Linked DNA regions of Mus musculus: region 1 is linked to region 2. The links are chromatin contacts, called in public HiChIP or PLAC-seq maps. All regions are on one chromosome and are shown on one strand. The core of a region is the stretch at or near the end of the contact, and the rest is flanking DNA. Distances in the headings are between cores, read along the strand shown.

Region 1 (6,532 bases), core at 3,731-6,230, 530 kb after region 2:
ATGATGCCATAATTTCATGTTTTTAGTTGTGAACACAGAGAAGATTATTTTGTTAACTAAGCAGACACTAGTCCTATGGTCAAACGTGAAACCAAATTCTCTAGGGTAAGAATCTTCTGTTGTTATTTCAGGAGCAGAGGCAGGCTCTTCTCGTCTGTAAATGGGTTCCTAATCAGTTACTCAGGCCAGCCAGGGATCTGGAAGCGCAGGCAGGTCAACATCTCCCCAATTCTCAGGAGATCCAATGGACACCGCAGCAGAAGGGCCACAGCTGGAGCTTGGAGGCGATATCTTGGGTAAGGTGTTTCTAGAGGACCAGGTCAAGGCCTGCTCTCTACCCTGACTACCCTGGGCTCTCCGTGAGGGCACAGAACTCTGACCACAGACAAAGTGGGATGGCCAGCTATAAATGAGCTGCTGTATACCTCCATCCTGAGCCTCCTGTGAGCAGCAGCTTCCAGACAAAAGACAACTTTTCCAATTCGGATGTGAGTTTTTTGTTTACTGACAGTGTTTAGAAGCAGAACATTTTTTCCTCCCCTGAGCATGTCTTAGACCGTTAAGTCTTGTATTGGCAAGATAAATACAGCTCAAGTTAGATGGAGCAGCATCACCCTTGATCTAGCTAACAGTTCACAAAGGCAGCTCTTCACTCAAGTGGCACAATCCTCTTTGGTTCCTGGCGGGAACTGGAGAGCAGCTTAGAGCAGCTAATAAACAGTCTCTTTCTATCAGTAAGACTCAGACACACAGCCAGCACGAGCAGTGCCAAGGGAGCAGGCTCTTAATGCCTTGTCATACCAGTAAAAAACCTGGAATACAGCCTAAAAGAAGGCATACAGTCTAAACAGATGAGAGCACTATACATTTTAAATGTTCAAAGTGGAAATGAAGAAAACATGTTTAAATAAAAAGCGAAAGTTTCAAAAGCAAACAGTGCTGCTGTCTGAGGAAGAAAACTTAGGTTTGAAAAAAAAAGCATGGGAAAAAAATGTCAGAAATTCACCTGAACTTTCTGACAAAAAGCTAAGAAGCTGTGAGTTTGGAACTCTGTATATATACAGTTACTTATAAATAGACACCTTTAAAAGTTGAGAGCAGGAAGCTGGTATTATACTCATAGGACAGACTGAAAGCACATGACATTTCATTAGTGTTAACATTCTTTGTTTACATAAAGCTTTTTGCTATCAAAAATTCAGAAAGCTGTTTGGCTTAAATAATACTTGTATAAAGACAGAACCACACTAAATTGACAGAGTACAGGAACTTTTGTGTGATCTACTCCCAAGAGCACACTTCCCTTCTTAATATGCTACATTCGTGAAGGAGACTGAAAACAGAGTAAACATAAAAAAGGCCAATCTTTGGTTTCCTTGTCATCAAAGTATTTTGCTGAAATAAGTCATCTTCTGTGCTCACAGGGCTGTGGCAACACTGCTGGGCTCTGGAAGAGCAAGACAAGAGGATCACCTGGCACTTGTAAAGAGACAGTAAGTACAAGATGCACAGAACTTCAGGCATGAAGCAGGCAGTTAATTATACCAAGACTGAGTCTATGAGCACACAATCACTAAGTACCCTGCCTTTATACATACACGTGGTAACACACAATTCTAGAACTTTAAACAGAGTTTGCAGACCTCACTACACTAAGTTATATAAAATCTGTGATCTGGAGAAGCCGCTGCCCATACAGTAACCAGACAGACATTATATATAATTTGGGCATATCAAAAATATTTACACTGTATCCAACACACAAGGTCAATGAGTAGAAAAATTATTTATGAATGCACATATATTTACAATGACATCCCCAGTTATACAGACAAAACAAACCCACCACACACACACACACAAAGAATACAAAAGCCTTTGATCTGGTACTACCAGTTGGTGAAACTTAGATTCTAGCTAAAGACCTTGAATATCAAAGCCTCAGCAGCTCTTCTCTGCTCAACACCACTGGAGAATCCTTGTTATACTTAGGAAAGCTCAGAAGATATCTCTGCCCTGTGCTTTTCCAAGCAAAGTAGGATATCAAAGTAGAGACGCTTTCTCAGGACCATTCTGAGGACTGGAACAATCCAGTAGGCTAAGCAGCAATGACTCTTCATGACAGGCAGTGCATGCCTGGGCACATCCCGGTGGGGATCAGGAAGGACACCTGCCCATGTTGTCTTCTGCCAGGGCTGTGCACTTTCAACGTGGTACACATTTCTGTGGTACACTTCTGTCAGCCACTACCTTCTCTTTGCCAGGTGTAAGCCCAAACACCAGAGCTACGCTGATGTGGTCAGATGTAACTTGAAGCAAAGAGAAATACAAATACTGACTTTTCTTCTCAATTCTGAGGTAGTAAATAACTAACTTGAGTCTTTGCTCAGACTTCCTCCTCAACGGGCTTCATGTGCCCTCAGTACCATCTTGAATGATCCGAGTCCTACTAAAATCAAAAGCATGGTCATGTAACCTGCGGCAAGTCACAGGTGAAGAGCAATTTGGATCCCTCTCTGTCAGCTCTGGTGACTCAAGGACAGGCTGCTGGGAGAAGGGAAGTAGGCCCAGTTCTCTGTTCATGTTCCAAAGAGGCCGCTGAAATATTTCTGAGAATGAGAGTGAGACAAGAAATATCATCAGTGATAGCTGGAATTTCAACATTATTTTCCTAAAGCCTGATATGCTTCCCCCCCAAATGTGTGGGTGTTTTGTTTGCATGTATGTCTGTGCATTGCTTGTGTGTCTGTCTGGTGCCTGAAGAGGCCAGAAAAGGGCACTGGATCTCATGGAACTGGAGTTACAGATGGTTGTGAGCTGCCATGTAGCTGGTGGGAATGAAACTCAGGTTCTCTGTGAAAGCAACAAATTCCCTTTACCCTTTCCTCAGCCATCTCTCCAGCTCCCGGTATCCTTTTAATCCAATATTCCAAAGAAATTCAGATGCCCAGCATCCTTGATAAAGACACGAAGATCACAATGCCAACATTAAAAACAAGATAAAAACTAGAACCACAAACTACCAGGCCTTTATGATCAACCACCCTAACAAGCTAATTTCCGAAGTCATGCTGTTCTTTTTCACCTGTCATTTTAGCACCTTTTCTCTGCAAACAATTGTGCTGCCTAGTTTTATGTCAACTTGACACAGGCTAGAATTACTGGAAGGGATCTCAATTAAGAAAATGCCTTGATAATATTAGGCTGTAACTGCCTCTCACCAGCTGCAGCACTTGAGTGAGCAGGCAAGGAGCACAGGAAAGCTGGCACAGGTGAGCCTGCCTTGAGGGTGTGAAAGTGCAAGAGCTGACCCCGTTCCTCACAGACTGCAGCACTTTGGAAGCATGGGCCCATGCTTTGACTGGACAGCACAGTGGAGCTGGCCCTGAGGGCATGAGAACAGGAGAGCAGACCCTGCCTCCTGCTGATGGCATCACTGGGTGGCCTAGCTAGAGCAGTGCCAGACAGCTTGCCCTGGGGGTGTGGGTGCAGGAGAGCTGGCAAGCTCACCAACTCAGCTACCCCCTGGGCCCAGATCCAGGGCTTTGAGCTGGCCTACCCCAAAATCAACTCCATCTATGAATTACTGAAGCATGTGAAAGGGCCAGACCTGCAGAGCCAAAGCTGCAGGATCTTCATGATACAGGGCAATACCCAGAAAGAGATCCAGTGAGGATCGAATATTGATGGTGTCACAGAAGACAGAGATCTCAAACCAGACCACTGACTTGCTGCAATGAACATTTGCAAGTGAAGATGTGTGGACAGAGAGATATACCGTGGGACACACTGTGACATACTTATTATAGCTTCCACAATGAAATGTTTTCTATGCTTTGTTTTTGTTTTGTGGGGATGTGTTTTATTTTCAGGGGAAGGTTGCAGGGGCAAAGGACAGATATGAGTGGATGGGGAGAAGAGCAGGACTGGGATGCAGGATGTGAAATTTACAAAGAACCAATAAAAAGTTAAAAAAAAAAAAAGATTGGGCTATAAGCAAGTCTGTATGGCATTTTCTTTAGTGATTAATAGGGTGGGGCCCAGAGAACTGTAGATGGGCTATCCCTGGGCAGATGGTCCTGGGTCCTATAAAAAAGCAAGCTGAGCAAGCCATGAGGAGCAAGCCAGAAAGCAGCATCCTCCACGGCCTCTGCAGCAGCTCCTGGCTCCAGCTTCCAGCCCTGCCTGAGTTCTTGCTCTCACTGCTTTTGATGTTATATGAAACTATAAGCAGAGTAAACCCCCAAGTTGCTTTGGTCATGGTGTCTCATCACAGCAATAGAAACCATAACAAAGATAAAAATAAGAGTACAAAATTCTAGACTCATGGAAAAGGAATTTTAAAAGAGACATATTGCAATGACAGTTTTACAATACATAGGTAATATTCACTGTCTCAATGGAACTCTTACTTCTTTAAATACATTTTAAATTTTTTAATTTTATTTGTATGAATGTTTTGCCAGTCTGTGCACTATACATGCCTGGTGCTTATTAGAGGTCAGAAGAGGGCATTAGATCTTTAGTTATAAATGGTTGTGAGCCAGGTACTGGGAATTGAATTTGGGTTCAGGTGTAGTCAAAGCATTGAGAAGAGAGGCAGATGATACAGGCTGGCTCATGTGTGCACACACGTAGGGAAGCTATATTTTAGGAAAAGCTAGTCTAACATTCTGGAAACAAAATCTCACAAATGAAAGCATAATTCACCTAGAATATAAGCTAGGGCAAGATTTCTTAAAATTTAATATGCATGTGAGGGCTGAGGATATGGCTCAGTAGATAAGAGGGCTTGTTGTGAAAGCAGGAAGACCTGAGCTCTAATTCCCAACACTCACATAAAGCCAGGCATAGTCATGTATGACACTAACTCCAGCACTGAGGAGCACTGACAAGAGAATCTCAGAAGCTTGCTAGCCAGTCAGTCCAGCTGAGACAGCAGCCTTCAGGGTTAGGAAATGACTCTGTCTCAACAAACAGGGTGAAAAGCAATAGAGAATGACGCTAGACTTCCTCCTTCAGTCTCCCCATGCATGTGTCTGCATGCACACGAATGCTCCTGCAAGCACATGCATCCATACAAAACTCACATATAAAACAAACCCAAAATTTAATATAAACCACAAGCCACATGGCCATAATCCTAGCGTTTGCCTGATATCTCAGCACTTGGAAGGCTAAGGTAGGGGTTACTGTTGAATTTGAGCATGACACTGTCAACAACAACAAAAAACCAAAGCATATAAATAATCCTTGGATCTTAATATGTGGATTCAGATTCACTAGGTCTAGGGTAGGAGCACAGCTGCACGTCTAACAAGTTCTAAGGTCAAGCTAACAAACCCTACACACACTGAGCAGAATTAATTAGAGTATCCTAGGCTTAGAATGGACAATGCACCAAGGCATTTTCATTTAAGTGACGATGACTCCTTACTTAAAACCAGACTCAAAATGAAGACATCCCACAGGTTACAAGACGTATTGTACCTTAGTTCTTCATGACACTGAATGTAAAGCTGAGCGACTACCTTCAGTGACAGTGCTCTTTTCTAACCTATTCCTCTTGAACAATCTTTAGAACTGGTCTCTTACAGAGCACATTCTCAGTTTCATGCTGCCAGATCCACCCCTGGGCACAGCCCTATACTTCCCTTCTTCTGTGACCCTGTAACTTTCGCCCTGTCCATTCCCCAGTGTTTGTCCTCTGAGTGGACGGGACAGCTGATGAACAGCTTGAGAACAGTTCCTATCACAGTCCAGAAAGAGCTCGACTCGGTGATATGCTCAGAGTGTTCGCTTGACAGTAGAGCAACCAAACAAAACAGCTTGGGTTTCTTATGCTCTATTTTTAGCACTTCAAACCTCTATTGTTTAAATGAAGATGGGAGAAGATGTAAAGACCTCTAGTTGACACTAGTTAATGGCAATTATTCTAGTATACTAATTTGTTTCCTGTTACATGCCATGCTACTGATATAACAGAAGGGCAGATCAGGTGAAATTGAAACCAAAAGCTCAAAACAGAACAAAAGCACCCATTACCACTGCTCCTCTGTGAGAAGGGAAGGTTCTCAGTCATCCTCTCATGGTTGGTGGGAAAGGCAGCCGGCTCTCTCTCTGCTGATGGTATCAGACTCTCCAGATTAGCAGCATCTTGGGGAGGATGTGACAAAAACGTCTCCTTGGGCATCTGGACCATGAGGCTGGAGAGTGCCTGATCTAACACATCCTCCTCAGCAATATAGGTATATGGACAGTACTCTCTGGTCCTCGAGTAGATGTTGGCATTGTCGTAACAATCTGAACAGATCACCCGGGTACCAGCGCCACCTAGTAACAACAAGGAAGGGCCCAGATGATTTTCTGATAAGGAAGAGTTTGGGACTAATCAACTTTCTTCAACAGTTCTAACAATTACTGCACACCTTCTTTACAAACCAGGTGAGAGTCCAAGGTCTGTCTGTGAATGAGCTCACTCACTCCTCACAACACCCCTATGAAGAAGATTTTATTTTCATCTCCACTTTAC
Region 2 (7,389 bases), core at 1,443-3,942:
AATGTGGGTTTTTTTTTTTTTAACTCAAAGCAAGGCAATTGGCATTCTTTTCATACAGCAGACAGTGGCAGACTGTAATAATAAACAGCTGATGCTCGGGTGGATGCTTAGGTTATCAGCTAGCTGCTACCACTGCAGTTTAAGAACACATTTTGTTTGTTCATATAAACTCATTAGCAAGTAGGTGATGAATGGTCTCAAATTTATATACAAAGAAAGGCAAGCTTTCTGTATCCCAGCCGAGAAAAATAGTTTACATTTGAAAAACAGGATTAGCTAGTAGACAGATTGAAATTGGTGAGATTACAATTAATTTAAGGTTCTCTCTTTCTTTCTTTCTTTCTTTCTTTCTTTCTTTCTTCTTGAGGCAGTTATACTATTTTTTTTTCTTCCTATAAGTGTTTTGGGCTAAAACCGACAGAGACTTGGCCATTCCACTGATAAGCAAATAGTAATGTAGAAAATACCAGTCAAGGCACTTCCTTCTCAGAGTTAATTAATTTCAGTGGCAGATCTAGATTATAATTCATTTTTTTCGCATACCTCTTTTGAAGACTTCTTCTGAAACTTAAAACCTGATATTTTCAGAGATATTCTCCACCTCTCATGAAATTACTAAAGGTAGGAGGGGTAATTAGATGAATATTTTTGAGTTGGTTTAACCTTTATATTGAATGACATTTGTTCCTTAGAAAAATTGCCTAAATTATTGATTTGCTATTAGGAAAAGTATTTGGATTAGTTTTACTTGGTAAAAAATATAAATGACTTGAATGTTTTATTAATTATGATAATAGTTTTATATGGAGTAAAAATTGGCTATATTTTTAGTTGCCAGCATAAACAATCTGATTTTATGTATGTTATATAGTTACATTGTAAATGATGTTTGTAAATGAAGTCTCTTTTTATTGTGCCCCCCACACCCCCTTTTTTATTGAGGCCATTTCTCAATCTGACTCCTTCTGCCCATGTCTCTTAGTGCAGAGATCACAAGAGGGAACCTCCATGTCTGGTTTGTTGTTATTGTTTTAAAGCAAGTTTTATTAAACACTAAAAAGATTTGTGTATTAAACTATTTTATTTAGATTTTGTAATTGTTGTAGTATATGGTCATTTGAAATGGTTTTATATAAAATCTTTATACTAATTAGGTTTTTGTTTGTTTGTTTGTTTGTTTGTTTGAGATAGGGTTTCTCTGTGTAGCCCTAGCTGTCCTGGAACTCACTCTGTAGACCAGGCTGGCCTCAAACTCAGAAATTTGCCTGCCTTTGCCTCCCAAGTGCTAGGATTAATGTATTATGCCATATATATATATATATAAGTTCTTTATAACTGGGTATTTATGTTAACTGAATTACTTATTTTGGAAATACTATTGCTTGGTAGATAAATTCAATATAATATGCTAGGTTAAGTTTGAAGGTTAGGACTGTAATTGTTATTTAATCTCAATTTTTTTTTTTTTAAAAGACAGGTCGATTTCCTTACTACTAAATGAAGGATGTTTTTCTATCCTGGGGTTGTCAATTCATGCAACTATTTAAAACTCGAGTCAGTTTTGAAATTATAATTTTAATTTGTTTATTATAGAAAATTGGAAAATATAGATAGAGGAGATAGACATTTATAATCCTGTTACCATTGATAACTCCAGTAATACCTTAGCTAGCATACTTGCCTCCAAATATTTTTCTGTATTTTATGTATACAGCACATACATAGATAAAGCAGATTTTTCCCAGCTTTAGATTAGCTATCAGTGCAGGGTTTCTAGGAGAGTAACAGTATGAGCATTTTTTTATAACATGATTTTTATGTCAATTTCTCTACTCCATTACTTATAATGGCTTAGCAATGTGTGTATGTAGTATGTAGCTATCAGAATTTTTTAATCATCATATTAGTCAGGTTAGAGGATTTTTCTTTTGTTCTTTTAAAAGATACTGTCATGGCTATCTTTGTAGATCTTCCAGTCATTTCTCAGATAACTTTGACTTAGAATTGTTTTTTCTGGATCTGGAGTTTATAAACATATATTTAAGGCTTGTGGTACATATCACCCAATTGTCACTTGTGAACATCTTATTTATTTTTTTAAATAAAGATTAAGATTTTGGGGTCTAAAGATTTTCTAGTTATCTATCTGCAATCTTTGACAAGTGTTTCAGTAAGCACTCTATTTTTTGTTTTGCTCCTCCGTAAAACAGTGTAGAGATTGACTTCCTCAGAGTGAGGTGAAATGCTGTGTGGAGAGTGCTCTGAAAATGTGCTTTATTATCTGTGTGTGTGCTGGGCTTTGCCTCTGTGTTGTCTTGCTGTTTGTGTTGCCTGGCTTTTGCTTTTTCCCATGAGAAGAGGAAAAGGGCTTCTATTTCAGGTCCTTTTTTGAGAGTCTTGCTTTAGAACCCAGACTAACTTCCAGTTCTTCATCTTTTGTCAGTCTCCCAGACACTTGAAGTACAATTGTGTGCTACCACGCCAGGCCCAAAAGGATATTATTGTAAAGTCTCGGTCTTTCCTGAAGAAAAGTAATGATCACTTTTAAGAGACACAGCAGGAAAAAGGGCTGACAAAAATGTAGCAAGACAGAAAGGGAGAAAAAGGTTGAGAAGAACAAGCACCCTTGTGGAGCATAGGCAGTGAGGTGGAAGGAAAGAGAGCCCGAGCCGCGCAGTCAGTGGGAGTGGCCACCTGTGTCAGCAGTCTCTGTGTCCTATAGCCAAGTTGCCTCTTCCTCCACCCTGACGCTGCAAGGCCACATTGTTTATAAGCTCATTTGATGGGCAAACTATTGTTTTATGGCTTATTTTGTCTTTGGCTCAACTGTGTGTACTATAATAATTAATAGACTGACAGGAAAATGTGAAACAACGAACATCAATTTAGATTTTATGTAACTAAATACTTCATATGGTGTAGCACACAGTAATTTCCATGTTTTATCTTTATTACAAGTCATATGAAATATATCCTGTGTGTGTGTGTGTGTGTGTGTGTTGTCCATGGTCTTGCACATATTAAGAAGTGTTACATACCATTTAGCTATATTTCCACCAATAACTCACTACCAGGTTTTTTGTTTTTGTTTTTTAGTATAATCTTTGACCCAGAATATTACTGTATTTTAAGATTTTTGTCTCATTTTTTTTATTTCTAATGATAAAAAATGTAATAACATTCTCAGAAATTAAGGAGAGGTTTTTAAATTTAGATCAAATACCTTAAGACACATGTATATTGACACTGGTCCTAGCAACTAACTTATTTTTAATTATTGTGGCCAGAAACAGCAGATGAAAATGGTAAAACCCAGAGAGCTGATGATTTTGTCTTGAAGAAAATAAAGAAGAAAAAGAAAAAGAAACATCGAGAAGACATGAGAGGAAGACGCCTTAAAATGTACAATAAGGAAGTACAAACCGTCTGTGCTGGCCTGACCCGCATCAGCAAAGAAATTCTCACCCAAGGACAGCTAAATAGCACTTCAGGAGTTAATAAGGAGTCCTTCAGGTATTTGAAGGATGAACAGCTGTGCAGATTAAATTTGGGCATGCAAGAATATCGGGTGCCCCAGGGAGTACAGACACCTTTTACAACGCACCAAGAACATTCTATTCGCAGAAATTTCTTAAAAACAGGTACTAAATTTAGCAACTTTATTCACGAAGAACACCAGTCCAATGGGGGTGCTCTTGTCCTTCATGCATACATGGACGAACTCTCATTTTTGTCTCCAATGGAGATGGAGAGATTTTCTGAGGAGTTTCTTGCTTTGACATTCAGTGAAAATGAGAAAAACGCTGCGTACTATGCGTTAGCAATAGTGCATGGAGCGGCCGCTTATCTCCCAGACTTCTTGGACTACTTTGCTTTTAATTTTCCCAACACTCCAGTGAAAATGGAAATTTTGGGCAAGAAAGATATTGAAACAACCACCATTTCAAATTTTCATACTCAGGTAAGGTAAAAATTATTGTTCAATTGGATAGTAAATACAGTTTCTCAACAGAATTAATTTCATTGTATTGCACAACACACCTGCACACATTATAAAAATTCCTCATAATAAAAGTACTTCAAACTGTCTTTTCTTTAAATTGTAATTTCTAACTGGTGAGATCTTTGGTGTGGAACTTTTACTTGCTTGAAGAAATGATTTATGCATCATATGTGTTTATGGAAAAAGCTTACAAATGAATCCAGGCTATTGTAGAGTATATGATTTAGACATTGTAGCCTTAGGGTAACATTAGCGAAGACTCTGATACTAGAATAGAAAACAGAAGGTGTTGGCTTATTTATTTACCAGGTTTTGCTTAAGTTCTTTCTGTAACTTGTTGGCAGTCTATCCCAGAAATGCATCCCATTGGTGTGATTTGTGACTGGAGAGACCGCCATTGCCTCTGCTCCTTCTGCCTGTGCACTGTTGTAGGTAAAGACATTTTCTGATTGAAGCCTTGCTTGGGCAGTTAGGCTTAAGTCAGCAGGGAAACGTTCCTTTCTAACCAGTTTTTAGCCAAGTGTTCCTTTCAATGGAATTATTGTAGAGCATTAAAAAGAACAATAATGGATCTGAGGGTTTTTCAGCGTTTTTGTTTTTGTTTCTTCGGTTGCTTTTCTCAGCTTGTAAGTATAAAGGGGAAGCACTAGGCTTATACTGAAGATACTGCGGGTCAAGTTCAGTGGAGACCGTTTCACTTTTTAAAGATTTATATAATCTGCTTTTTCAGGTTTTATAGTGATTTACTGTCATTCTTTTCCCTTAAAAATTTTTTTTTGAGGTAAATAACGTTATGCAATCCGACTCTCAGCTGCTTCTGTTATAGTGGGTTCAAGCCGTGTGCGCTCACCTGAACCCTCCTCCAACTTGGATTTTTTAGTTCATCTTCCCATTCTTGCCTCCAATGAGGGGAGTGTCCAATTCAGATTTACGGGCTTCAGAATCTCTCTAATTGAAGTTCTCTCTGCAGTAGAGAGAGCAGGAGCAGCTAATCTGGAGAGGTCGCAAGATGAGTCTGCCCAAGATGTTGGAACTCCATGTGCAATAAAGGGCTTCGTCTTGGATTTTGGCCTTGTTACTGCAATCAGGTACCAAAGTACTGACTTTTGTAGTAGATTTTCCTTTCTTTTTCTTTTTTAAAGGAGTTTTTCCCTTTGAAAATTAAAGAATCCTACTTTGATAAATACTGAAAAAGAGACAAGAAAACAGCTTTAATCTAGTCTATAGTTAATGAAGGTACTGCTGAGAGCGGGATTTACTTTTTTAGATTAGAGAAATTAAATAAATTTTCTATTCTGACAGATCAGCAAGTGTATCTAAGAAACGAGTCAGAAATTTGGGGGAGATAAGGTTTTGTAAAGGTGACTTTTTAACCTTTCGCTTTAGTCTATAGATTGAGTTTGTATGTCAACAGACAATACTCCTGCTAAATAAGACATCTCAAAATGGTATTCCCTGCTGATTTTTGTCTTCCAATTAATTTTTTTAAATGGAGCTGATATTTAAATGACTGTACCAACAACTTACCTTGAGATTTACTTTGTTGTTTATAAAGTAAGTACCCATAAAGAATATGTTAGATTATTATGGAATTAGATCTTGCTGCTTTAGCCATGTAAGAGGACTGAAGACGGGGCCTTGTGACTGCTCCAGGAGCTTAGGTTTTCATTAGCCCTTGAACCTTGACATTTGCATTTGTAAAATCTTTGATGAATGTGGAGATGGAAGCTAACACATTAGTTCACATTTGTTTATGGCTTGTATTTGAAACAACCAGGAGGTAGGTAAGCAGTTTTTCTCTGCTGTCCATTGAAGACACTGTTCATTTGTTATGCAGTCAGTCAGTCAGTCAGTCAGTAAGTAGAAGGCTCAGGAGAGAATCGAGGAGGCCGTCTGACTACTCAATGTGACCGACCGACTGCTGGGAACGAGATTGCTGTGCTGTTTGTCTAACATTGTGGTTATGAAGCTAAGATTGTATATCAGTGTAAAGTAGGAGGAGCTAAGATTGTATTTCAGTGTAAAGTAGGAGGAGCTTTGTTTTTCATATTTTTAAAACAAATGTGCTTAGATGCTGGGAATTAAGTGAACACATTGGGCATTTTGGAAGTCTGTGTTCTGTAGTCTTAGGAACTTCTTCTGCCAAGCTATAAAGTCAAGCTAAAAATTATAGGCTTTAAAATTTTTATTTCATAATTTAAACATGTAGCCATAATAATTGTTCATGATTGTACTTCAAGATAGGTTTCAGCTACTAGACACTCAGTTCTTAAAAGCACTAACTGATGAATTTAGCCTAGCAGAGAGGTGAGTAAAGTGGCAGTTCTAAAACAGGTTAACTTTAATCCCAGCCCTCGGGAGGCAGAGGCAGGCGGATTTCTGAGTTCGAGGCCAGCCTGGTCTACAGAGTGAGTTCTAGGACTGCCAGGCCTACACAGAGAAACCCTGTCTCAAAAAACCAAAACAAAAAAAAAACAAAACAAAAAAACAACCCAGGTTAAGAAGAATAGAGATGCACACAGGGAAACCCTATTGTTGAGGGAGGAGGATTTGGTGATTAGATGGCATTTTAAAGCATGTTATGCTTAAGGAGGCTCTTAAAAGCAGATCAGTACTTAACTTGGTGTGTTAGTTAGGGTTTTACTGCTGTGAACAGACACCATGACCAAGGCAAGTCTTATAATGGACAACATTTAATTGGGGTTGACTTACAAGTTCAAAGGGTCAGTCCAGTATCATCTAAAGCAGGAACATGGTGGCATCCAGTCAGGCATGGTACAGGAGGAACCGAGAGTTCTACATCTTCATCTCAAGGCTGCTAGCAGAAGACTGACTTCCAGGCTGCTGGATGAGGGTCTTAAAGCTCCCCCTACACAGTGATACACCTACTCCAACAGGGCTACACCTTCTAATAGTGCCACCCCCTGGTGAGCAAACCATCACACTTGGTATGGTCATTGTTAAACAGATGCATTTTAACCTGTGCAAATATGCATACAGTCTTGAGAGTGGGCCACATTTGGGGAGCTGTGAATAGCTCGTGATGCAAAGGGACACTCTGGTTGTTAAGAGTGGCTTGAGTGAGAGAAGAGGGAGAGAGAAGGCTGAGGGTGGGTAGTTGTGGGTGTGAAAAGTACTATAATGATATGCTAAAACGCTTTTTTTTAAGGTGATGGGCATTTTTGTAGGGGGATAACAACAAATTATACCTGTAAAGATTAAATGGTAAGGTAGAGAAAAAATGGGAGAAAATAAGTTTGTAAACAAGAAAACTGATTAGGTTACTATAGTAACTAGGTCAGAAAAGTTCCGTGTTCAAACTAATAACAGTTTTGGAGAAAAGAATAAGATTTAAGAAATTATTAAGTGGAGGCTAACTGGGTTTA

The links. HiChIP or PLAC-seq counts read pairs in DNA pulled down with a chosen protein or histone mark.
Region 1: an H3K4me3 HiChIP or PLAC-seq map of bone marrow-derived macrophages shows a contact between it and region 2, with 8 times the contacts expected there. The contact joins two enhancer-like sites. A contact is called at or near these places in 4 of 39 promoter capture datasets (cranial neural crest, liver, pre-B cells and 1 more), 1 of 484 Hi-C or Micro-C datasets (bone marrow-derived macrophages) and 13 of 115 datasets of contacts at active chromatin or transcription factors (the NIH/3T3 cell line, bone marrow-derived macrophages, embryonic basal ganglia and 8 more).

What each region holds. Positions count from the first base shown.
Region 1 is chr3:104,455,356-104,461,887 of GRCm38.p6, forward strand. Lrig2 (leucine-rich repeats and immunoglobulin-like domains 2) reads right to left here. Exons shown (of 18, transcript NM_001025067.2): 17 at 6,046-6,333; 18 at 1-2,609. The coding sequence ends at 2,410. Among named protein-coding and RNA genes, the nearest start is that of Gm38412, 49 kb to the left of the region's middle. Within about 2 kb of position 4,981, at least 17 of the 459 cell types and tissues checked have an H3K27ac peak or open chromatin away from gene starts, as enhancers often do. A contact at or near this core is called in bone marrow-derived macrophages and microglia, where this site is marked.
Region 2 is chr3:103,925,064-103,932,452 of GRCm38.p6, forward strand. Rsbn1 (rosbin, round spermatid basic protein 1) reads left to right here. Exons shown (of 8, transcript NM_001356556.1): 2 at 3,288-3,961. Among named protein-coding and RNA genes, the nearest start is that of Rsbn1, 15 kb to the left of the region's middle. Within about 2 kb of position 2,693, at least 76 of the 459 cell types and tissues checked have an H3K27ac peak or open chromatin away from gene starts, as enhancers often do. A contact at or near this core is called in bone marrow-derived macrophages and microglia, where this site is marked.